Linked DNA regions of Mus musculus: all the other regions are linked to region 1. The links are chromatin contacts, called in public promoter capture Hi-C maps. All regions are on one chromosome and are shown on one strand. The core of a region is the stretch at or near the end of the contact, and the rest is flanking DNA. Distances in the headings are between cores, read along the strand shown. Region 1 holds the start of Ormdl1 (ORM1-like 1 (S. cerevisiae)). Region 2 holds the start of Nemp2 (nuclear envelope integral membrane protein 2). Region 3 overlaps Hecw2 (HECT, C2 and WW domain containing E3 ubiquitin protein ligase 2).

Region 1 (3,099 bases), core at 198-2,697:
TTAAATATTTGTAAGTTGTTTCTATAATTAAAGTATCTTTGCTATCCTACTTTAAATTTTTAAGATTTTTCAACTGCTAAGTATGTTAAGTCCAAATTCCCTACTACCCTATCTCTCTAATTTCATCCCATTTTCCAAATGTACACACAGTACTAATCTGGTCACACTACAATGTGGCTCTCTTTACCTAGATGTGGTAGGATTTCCTGGGCCACATGACATTTTTCTGGGATGTCTTGTGTCAGTTCCCAAAACTCTTTTTCCATATTCCAATCTCCCAAGAGATTAGGCATCCCTTCGTTTTTTTAATTCAAACTCATAAATGGCTATTTTATTTATCTGTCCCTTCCTCTCTGGCTCATATTGCTTTGAGGGCAGTGAATGTATATTGAAAACATATTCAGGAATGTGGCATATTATTAAGGGGTGTGCACTTAAAGACCTCCTCTGAAAAGCCAGAGGGTTGATGTTCCAGCACACAACACATGGAGTGTGGGAAAAGAATTCATACCTAGTGAGGACAATCCTACTGTTGGAACAGTCCTAGTGTTAGAAAAGAAGTCATGTTTACTGAAGCCAATCAACAGTCCTGGAAGTATGCTGTGATCAGAAAGAGAAACTGATCTACAAAAGCAAAAAGATTAGAGAGCTTGGATTTTAGGGAGAAAACAGCAAATTTTACAACAGAATAAATCCAACCCAACCATCACACAGAACCAACACAAATAAAAGATACCTACACACACACACACACACACACACACACACACACGCACGCAAGCATTCTGTCAACTTTAAAATGTTTTTCAGAGTTATTTCTGAAATAAAACTCACAAAGTTTTATAAATACAAATCACCAAGGTTAAAAAAAAAAAAGTACTTTCAAAGATGATTTAGAAAGAGAATGGATTAATCAAATCTTTTTTTCCTCCCCTTCCTCATAGAGATGAACTTCTGGTATTCACATCTCTTCAGGATGTACACTGTCTTCATTGGGAATAACCACAAATTAATACCTTTTTGTGTGAGACAACGCACAGTGCTACAAGCCGCTACACTCTCTAGCAAGACAAAACTTTCCCACCTTGAACCCCAAGGGTCTGAGCTCCAACTACTGCCGAGCCAGCCCAGAGGCTTGAAACGCGTGCGCGCGAGCCCCGCAAATCCGCACCTAGCCCCGGGAGGCGCCTTCAGCCTCCCCGAGCATCACCGGGCACGCTCGTTCGCGGTGACACTACCTTCTAGCGCGCATTCACCACCCACAGCGGCAAGCACTCAGCAAACCCTGAGTTGCACGGCCTACTTCGCTGGACGTCCTTCGGACCGAAGCACGGCTGCGCTCAGCAGGACCCGCGCTCGCGCTCCTCTAAGGCCCGCCCACAGCAGGAAGTGGGATTGGCGCGGCTGGCAGCCAATCGGCTGCTCGCTAGAGCAGCTTGGCAGCCTTCCGGAAGCGGTGGGGCGCACCAGTAGCTCTAGCCAGAGGACCTACTGTGGCTGCCGCGGGAATTGTCCTGTGACCAGCCAGGAGCTGGCGGCCGGTAAGCTCGAAGGCTTCCTAGAGCTGCGGCACGGCCCAGAAGGCCTGCGGCAGAGCAGGTTCCTGCTGCCTCCGGGGCTCGCGCTGTGCACCCTAGGTGTCCGCAGGTGGTCGGCGCGCCGCGGAAGTGCAGCCGCGACTGGGGCGGTGGGTGTGCGCGGGCGGGGAGGGCCGGGTAGCGAAGCCTTTGCGGCACAACCTGCTGAGAAAGGGTTTCTAATCTAGCATAGGTGGCAATGTGAGGCTCTTTCCAGCGGGTTTGGGTTTTTAATTTTTTACGTTGTGTGGGATGTTCGAACTATTAAGCTTTAAAAGTGCATTATAGGTACTTGGTTATTATAGAAGCAAAATTTACGCGAGACTCTCCCTTAGTGTAACTTTCATCACTGCCTGTTCCATACATCTTGAGAAGCCGAAAGAACATTACACTCCAGAAACACTTGCGTAGCCGGGTGAAATTCCTTTCTTCAAACACTGCAATAGAAAGGATTTTAGGTATCTTTGAATAGAAGCTGAAATGTATTCTAGCGCATTTCCTTCTCTCAGACAACACCCATTTCAGTTTGATTGTAACAAAGTAAACTCTTAGGCCCCCCCAAAACTGTATGCTCACGACAATTGAGTACTAATACTAGAAATACTAATACTTAGTGTTTCTTCCTGAACATAAAAGGAGTAAGCGGGTGGGTGGGGGCGCGCGGAGGTAAATAAATAAATAAGTAGAGAGTTTGGCTAAAGAAATATTGAGAAAGATTCATGACTTTAACCTAGTTGTGGTACAAATTTGAACCCCTAACCCTATAAATTTTTCATTTTACATCAACAGCTTGTTATTTCTAGGTTCACTATTCAAATGGGGGCACACAGCCAGGCATTAGTGGCTTATACACTTGTAATCCCTCTACTCTACAGGAGGATACCTGTGAAAATGAGGACAGCCTGACCAACCTATACAGTGAAACCTTGTTTCAAGAGAGAGGGAGATCAAAGCAAAATGCTTTTGACCTCTGACTATGGCTAAAATGTTCCATTACATGTTAGCATCTTGCCACTCAGACTGGTTGAGCCAGTTCTGTCCCCCCACCCCCACACACACACATCTTTTTAAAATACTATTTTATTGGTGATTATTATATTTGACAAAACTAGCTCCACAGAGAAATAAAAGTAGTATGCGGAAAGCTCATAAAAGAAAACAAAAAGATGACCTGAAAATACAAAATGGGCTAGACTGCCACGGGAAGGGGAGTGGAGAGAGCAGGAGAGGGGATACACTAGAAACATGGTATAGGCATATATTGAAACATCGCAGTGAAACTGCTAACTTGAACAATTATATATTTAGCTCCTGGCTCTCACTCTGCTTACATTTTACATATATGTAATTTTTTCTTTTTTTAAAGAATTTTGAAATAGGGTATTGCTATTCGGCTAGGCTGACCTCAGATTTTGGCAATCCTCTTGAATGCTGGGATTACAGAACTGAACCAACACACCTGGATCCAGTTTGAGCTTTCTTTCCTATTATTCCATCTAGTTAAATTGACAGGCTAGAAAAC
Region 2 (3,099 bases), core at 426-2,925, 670 kb before region 1:
TTTAATTTTGTTTTGTTTTGTTTTGTTTTTTGATCAGCGCTGCAAACATATGTCTCTGCTTGTTCTCTATCTATTGAAGACAGCTTTAAGAAAGTACATTAGTCATTTGGTGATATGTTTCTTTCAGTTGCTTTCCTTAGCATTATCCCAAATTAACCAAACCAGTTTGAACAGAATTGGAGCAAAAAGTTGCTTTGCAAGAGGCATACCAAGGGGATCCAGGGAAAAAAAATGATAAAGGACAGATTCCAATAATGAAGGTTTATTTTTAAAAATCAGCCCCTAATAATTTCCTTAAAAAAAAAAACTCTGAGCTTTTACAGCCACATACTAGGTATACACATATACGGGGCATTTGGTGAAAGCCTCCTTTAGATAACTCAGAGACATTCTTTCCTATTTAGACCATTAAAAAAAATTGAAGCTGAGTTATTAAAAAAAAAAGATTTCTATTATATCGAGCTTAGTGCTGTTAGTGGAAGACTGGAATTAGAGAAAAGAACACAACTTCTTACTCTAGCTTTGTGTGTGTGGTGGGGCAGGGATGGGGATCAGAGGAAGGTTAAATTAGGTCTCATGTAGCCAGACTAGCCTTGGATCCCCTATGCCACTTAGGCTCACCTTACCCATCATTAACTCTGTTTCTCAAATGGTGGGATTACAGTCCACTACCACCACACTCTTCTGCCCTACTTCAAGTATGAAATAGTAAGTCACACTGAAAGGTTTCCAGAGACCAAAGAAGGCTTGCTCTTAACACAGAATTATCCTGATCATCAATAAACCATAGGGCTCAGAAACTGTGAGTCTCTTTCTAGGACAGACTATTCTCTTGTGGTTGGTGGTGGCTTTCTCTGCTCCCCAGAGTGGTTTACTGTGCAGCATTCCAGTTTCTTGGAGTCTTCTGTCTCAATAGGCTGACTTTAGAGAGCTATCATCTCTGCCAGGTTGGTTATGTTTAGAACACTCACTATATCTTTGAATTTTTAAAAATACAATCTCATTTTTAAAAGAAGGCTTATTTTTTAATTTAAGTGTATGGGTGTTTAGCTTGTGTGTATGTCTGTGTACCATATGTCTGCAGAATTCAGAAGAGGGCAGTTGATTCCATGAAACTGTAGTTACATATGTTTGGGGCTGCTGCCATGTGCACGCTGGGAAACATGGGTTCTCTGGAAGAGCGATAAGTGTTCCTAAGCACTGGACCATCTCTCCAGCCTCCAGATCTCTATTAAAGTAACACTTTATTAATAGTGAACTTATATAACCCTTTTGGGTTTTTTTTTTTTTTTTGAAAGATACTGTGTTCATGAGCTTAGACACAAATTATTTAAGCACCAAATTTCTCAACTTGTTGCTTAAAAAAAAAAAAAGGAAGAGGTGAAAGGAGGGACAAACAAACAAACAAGTCAGGCTTTTGTCTAAGTGGGGCTTGCTGGTCTTATTTCTGAGAGGGTGCATGTGAAGAGCCTGCCTTTCTGAGTGGCCCGCACCAGTGCTCTGAGAACCCTGCGCGGGGCTCCGGCGTGTTTTAAACTGCCCGCCAACTCTGCAAGCTGGCCCAGGAGCAAGAATCGGGAAGGCAGGTGATCGCCCCCTGGAGGCCACTGGGAGAGCCGCTCGGCGGACCGCGGAAGGGCGGGGCCGCAGCCGGCTCCGCCCCTGCAATCCCCTCCCTCCGCTTTCCCGCTCTTGGTCCGCTGCGCCACTTCCGCCGCTCTGGCCGCGATGCTGCCTAGGTTGTGGTGGCTGGTGCTCTGGCTGCAGCCCCTGGCTACACTGCCAGCGAGCGCGGTGCACGACGAGGAGGCAGCGATGTCAGGTAACCCCGGCTCCGGGCGGGGGGGCCTCCTTTCGGCGCCGCAGGGTCACGCGCGGCCGCGGCCAGGCCCCGCCCCTGTCTGCGGGCATCGGATACTTCAGTGTTTTGGTTTGTTCAGGATCACACCGCTGGACAACCGCACAGCTGGCCCTTTGTCTGCAGTTTATGTCTGAAACCTTATTTTATCTGTCTTCAGAAATCTCAGGAAACTCAAGGCTAGAGAAGGATAGAAGCTTCAGAAAGGAACCGAAATTCTGTTTCTGATTGGCTGCTGTGACCTGGGTAGCTGGTCATATGCAAAATACTGCTGATGCTCCAGCATTGAACCAGGTGCACAGGAAGTCTCAGTGAGCTACTCAGACTGTTTGGGGTGCTTAAGATTCTGGCTCAGAAAGCTGTAGCAGCAAAACGCAGTCTCCACGAGTTTAACATTTATTTCTACCATTCACTACATCCTTCAAAAGATTGCTTGTTTGTATTCTTCATTACATGGTCACTTACAGACTCAAGGGAGGCTGTCAAGATACAGACTTTCAATTGGATAATATTCCGACACCGACAAAGTTAGTAGGGTGTCTAAGACTGAAAGAGAGAATGGATGTTCAGTAAGCAGTTATTAGCTTCTGTCACACCTTGTGCCCATACTGGTATCTTGCAGTGAGTTACACCTTAGGGGACGGTCTGTGGTCAGCTTTTCATTGAACAGGAATGTGTTAATTAACTATTTTGTGCTATGCAGGGCTGATTTGCTCTAACTGCATTGTCTTATACTGATTATTCATATATGCCCATTTTACATGCTAGAGAACAAAGAATTGGTAGTAAATATAATAGGTACTTGTGAAAATATAAAACAGTTTGAGGAGGAGGGCTCCTGGGCGTGGCAGCAGAGGGGTAGAAGTAGTTATATAGATTCAGAATCTTGGGCTCTAGTGCAGTTGTTGATTTAACCTGTAGGTGTCGTATTCTCCAGGGCACACAGGTATTATTTCTGCTCCTTTTATTTGCTTCAAGGAACTCAGTTTTTCAAGTTTTGCTGCTGTATGGGTCACCATATAGCCCTAGCAGATCTGGAGATTTTTACATAGACCAGGCTGGCCTTGGCTGTACAACATTCCTGCCTCTACCTCCCAGGTGAAGGGTTTTCAGAGCTGTACTGTTGCGCCTAGCTTAATAGTCCTCAGTTGTGTTAAAGACGCATGTAAATGTTCACCAGGACTTTCTTTCTGAGAAGTGTAAGATACCCAGGAGATGATAAAATTCCAGTTCACAGCTGA
Region 3 (3,099 bases), core at 232-2,731, 610 kb after region 1:
TCTGAACTTCAGAAGCACACACACTACCAAAGCGTGTTGCTCTCACTGTCAGTCATGTCCATGGAGACTACAGAAGACAGAGATACTCAATTCAAGATCCCTGGTGGGGCAGACACTCAGGGAAGGGGAATATGGTTAGAATAGCTCAGAGATCATACCCCCACTGTTTTGTTTTGGTGTTGCCCCCCCCCACCTTGCTGACACACACACACAGCTGCATTTATTAAAATACCACTCTACCACAACCAACAAAAGGAAAAAAAGACCGTCTTGTCATAGACTACAGTTTCAACTCATTATCAAAGTCTGCAAAGACTGCTTATATCACAGACTTTCCACATACTGGTTATTCAACAAATTCATGGGCTAATTCATGTGCTAGGCAGCAGACAGGGAACACCTCTATGGGATCTATGTTCTTGAGTCAGCAGGAAGATGCTATCCAGGAAACTGACTAGGCTAGGAATGATCCACCCTGGAAATCTATCCTTCGGGGACAGAGTGAAAGGGCTTCCAGGTCCCCTTATCTTCAGCATCTCAGAGGTACTAGGAATGATTGAGTCTGTGGAGGTTCTTTGGGCTTTTCTTCATGGGCTTTGCTATTTCTTCCAGTCTAAGACAGTCCAGAGTAACCCCCAAAGACATCAGAGTACCTGGAAACTGTGTCAATGTAATAAGCATTTACTGTCTATGCTGTGTCCAGTATTATGTAGCTATTAGTTCAAAAGATGAATACATGTGACAGCCACCTATCTCTCCAGGGTCCCTCAGTGTCGTCACATTCAGCTCACAGAATTTATGAGCCATTGAGAATCCCTGTGTAGTTTTCTTCCCTTTGGTGTAGAAAGAACAGAAACTGGGTACTCTCAAGCCTGGCTAGTGAGTGTTTTGGGATACAGAGAACCCTAACAACCCAATCTCGAAAGAGAAGTAACCCTTTGTTAGCTTAAGTCACTGGCATGTGTTAGCTCCTTCTTCGTGTGCAACATGTGTTCTCAGTAGCTCCTTGTCATAAATAGATTTTGCTTTGCCTTTAAAATATTTTCCCTGTCAAAGCACATAGAAGGAGAAAGAATGGGAAGGAGGGAGGGAAGAGAGGGAAGGGAGGAGGGAGGGAAAATGAAGGAAAGGGGGAGGGAGAGAGAAAGGGAGGGAGTGTGATTATCTCTAATGAACAATCTCCAATCTTAGTTCCTTAAACTGGAGTCTCAAATACCTTGAAGTATTTCAACCCTCTAGTCTAAATGAGAATTGTTTTTGATGGCTAGAAGCAGTTATATGGTCTAGAGCCTCAGTACTGCAAAGCAGGCAGGACTCAGGGGACACAAGAACATGGGGGAACAATATCATGGAAACAGGGAAGACTAACAAAATTCTCTGGGGGTTGCCATCGAGAAACTTGGGCTAGCTAACAGTTTATCCTGTGGTTACCCCTGCTTTGAAGTTTTCACTGCCACTGGCAAGCTCTCACTTCCTGCACTGGCTCTGCGCTCCTCATGTTTGCACACGAACATGCAAGCTTCAATGCCAGAGACCACACCAGTCTGTGTGGCTATGGCAAAGAGTTTTCAAGTTGTACTCTCTAACAAGGCTCTCAGGGAACAAACTTGCATGATGATTGTGTTGAAGAGACCATTCACTGGCCCTTGTTCTAAGTGGGTGTGCCAAGCAGTCAGGGCACAGTGATTCCTAATCTAGTGCACCAAGCACAGTCCTCCCATCTACTAAGGAGAGGCAGCAGAACTCCAGGAGAGCAGGACGAGGCAGTTAGGGTCAGGAGCCCATGCCAGCCTTGGGCTTGATGTAATTCCCTGTGGATGGACAGCTCCTTAAGCGTGGGAATCTTACCTGGGTCTTATAATTAATTATATCCTTTTATCTTCCTCCTCTCCACTCAGTGAGACACATAACACAGTGCCAGGTTTGACTGGTCTTGGAAAAAACATCTATCAAAGTAAATTAAGTGTAAGAAGTATTTTCTCCTCATTAGTAAGTAGTAAACAACCATTAGATTCACAGCCTTTTCAAGTCTATGAAAAAAACACTCATATGACTGTCAGGGTCTAAAGAAAACACTACATTTTCATAAATAAAGTATTTTGAACAAGCATATATGTAAACATATAGCACATACAGTGTTGTGTGTATATATGTATATATACACACATATACAATGTATAATGTGTATGTATGTATATAGAGTTATAGATACAGCTAAAGCTTAAACGGATATTTGTATTCCAGTTTACATAAAATTATGTTGTTATAGCTGCAACGACAAAAACACTTAATCTCGTTTGCCTCAATTTGGTCAACTGTGAGAAGGACTAATAATAAGCCTTCTAATTTTTTCATAACACAGTAAGACTCAAAACCAGTAGAATAAAGATTAAGAAATTGCTTTGAAGAGGTAAAGGCCATTATGAAATATATGATATATGTAATTAAAAGGCTGTATGGGGGATTCTCCCAATCTAGCTATGTTAGAACAGACAAATATAGTAGTAAAACTATTTTCTACTTTCAGCCTTTGAAGCTTGTGGGCTGGCTGCCCACTTTCTATTAACTGAGGGGGTCTCATTACCTGTCATTAACTATGTGCTAAGTTTTGCCTGTGTGAAACTCTGAGGACACACAGACCAGAGCACTCAAAAGCAGGAAGATGGTCCATTAGAGGGAGAATAACAAAAGTCACAAGGGCGAAGAACATGCTAGAACAAACTGGCAGAGGAAGCAAAGAGACACTATGCAAGTGGGTTCCGACTGACCGAGTGGGCCTTAGTGGTGTGGTGTGTGTGTGTGTGTGTGTGTGTGTGTGTGTGTGTGTGTGACTCTGGCAAGGCCCTGCTTTAAGACAAAAGAGGGCTCCTCATTTCCCCTCTGGGGGTTAGTGGTTCTAGTTAGGTAAATGGATCGATTTCTCGCCCAGAACAGTAGGCTAGAACACAGACACATTTCATGACCCAATCTCATGGCTCTGCATGGACAATCTCACTGGGATTCTGAAATGTGGAGTCCACTGAAGTGAACTGAGCAGGCAAACGTTACATGGAGAGCAGCACCTTTAAATGATTTCTGACCAACATAAAGTTTTGGTTT

The links. Promoter capture Hi-C pulls out the DNA fragments that hold promoters and counts their contacts.
Region 2: a promoter capture Hi-C map of pre-B cells shows a contact between it and region 1, with 4 times the contacts expected there. The contact joins the promoter of Nemp2 here to the promoter of Ormdl1 in region 1. A contact is called at or near these places in 6 of 39 promoter capture datasets (the C10 cell line, cranial neural crest, embryonic stem cells and 3 more), 2 of 484 Hi-C or Micro-C datasets (embryonic stem cells and pre-B cells), 4 of 115 datasets of contacts at active chromatin or transcription factors (astrocytes, effector CD8 T cells, forebrain and 1 more) and 1 of 9 other capture datasets (adipose tissue).
Region 3: a promoter capture Hi-C map of pre-B cells shows a contact between it and region 1, with 2.9 times the contacts expected there. The contact joins the enhancer-like site here to the promoter of Ormdl1 in region 1. A contact is called at or near these places in 7 of 39 promoter capture datasets (the 3T3-L1 cell line, the C10 cell line, embryonic stem cells and 4 more), 2 of 115 datasets of contacts at active chromatin or transcription factors (astrocytes and large pre-B cells) and 2 of 9 other capture datasets (embryonic stem cells and macrophages).

Annotation. Positions count from the first base shown.
Region 1 is chr1:53,295,648-53,298,746 of GRCm38.p6, forward strand. It overlaps Ormdl1 (ORM1-like 1 (S. cerevisiae)), which reads left to right and starts at 1,448. Exons shown (of 4, transcript NM_145517.4): 1 at 1,448-1,541. It overlaps Pms1 (PMS1 homolog 1, mismatch repair system component), which reads right to left and starts at 1,381. Exons shown (of 13, transcript NM_153556.2): 1 at 1,239-1,381.
Region 2 is chr1:52,629,030-52,632,128 of GRCm38.p6, forward strand. It overlaps Nemp2 (nuclear envelope integral membrane protein 2), which reads left to right and starts at 1,676. Exons shown (of 9, transcript NM_001142647.1): 1 at 1,676-1,822. The coding sequence starts at 1,729.
Region 3 is chr1:53,904,895-53,907,993 of GRCm38.p6, forward strand. All of the region lies in intron 13 of Hecw2 (HECT, C2 and WW domain containing E3 ubiquitin protein ligase 2), which reads right to left. Among named protein-coding and RNA genes, the nearest start is that of Mir7681, 57 kb to the left of the region's middle. Within about 2 kb of position 1,482, at least 39 of the 459 cell types and tissues checked have an H3K27ac peak or open chromatin away from gene starts, as enhancers often do. A contact at or near this core is called in pre-B cells, where this site is marked.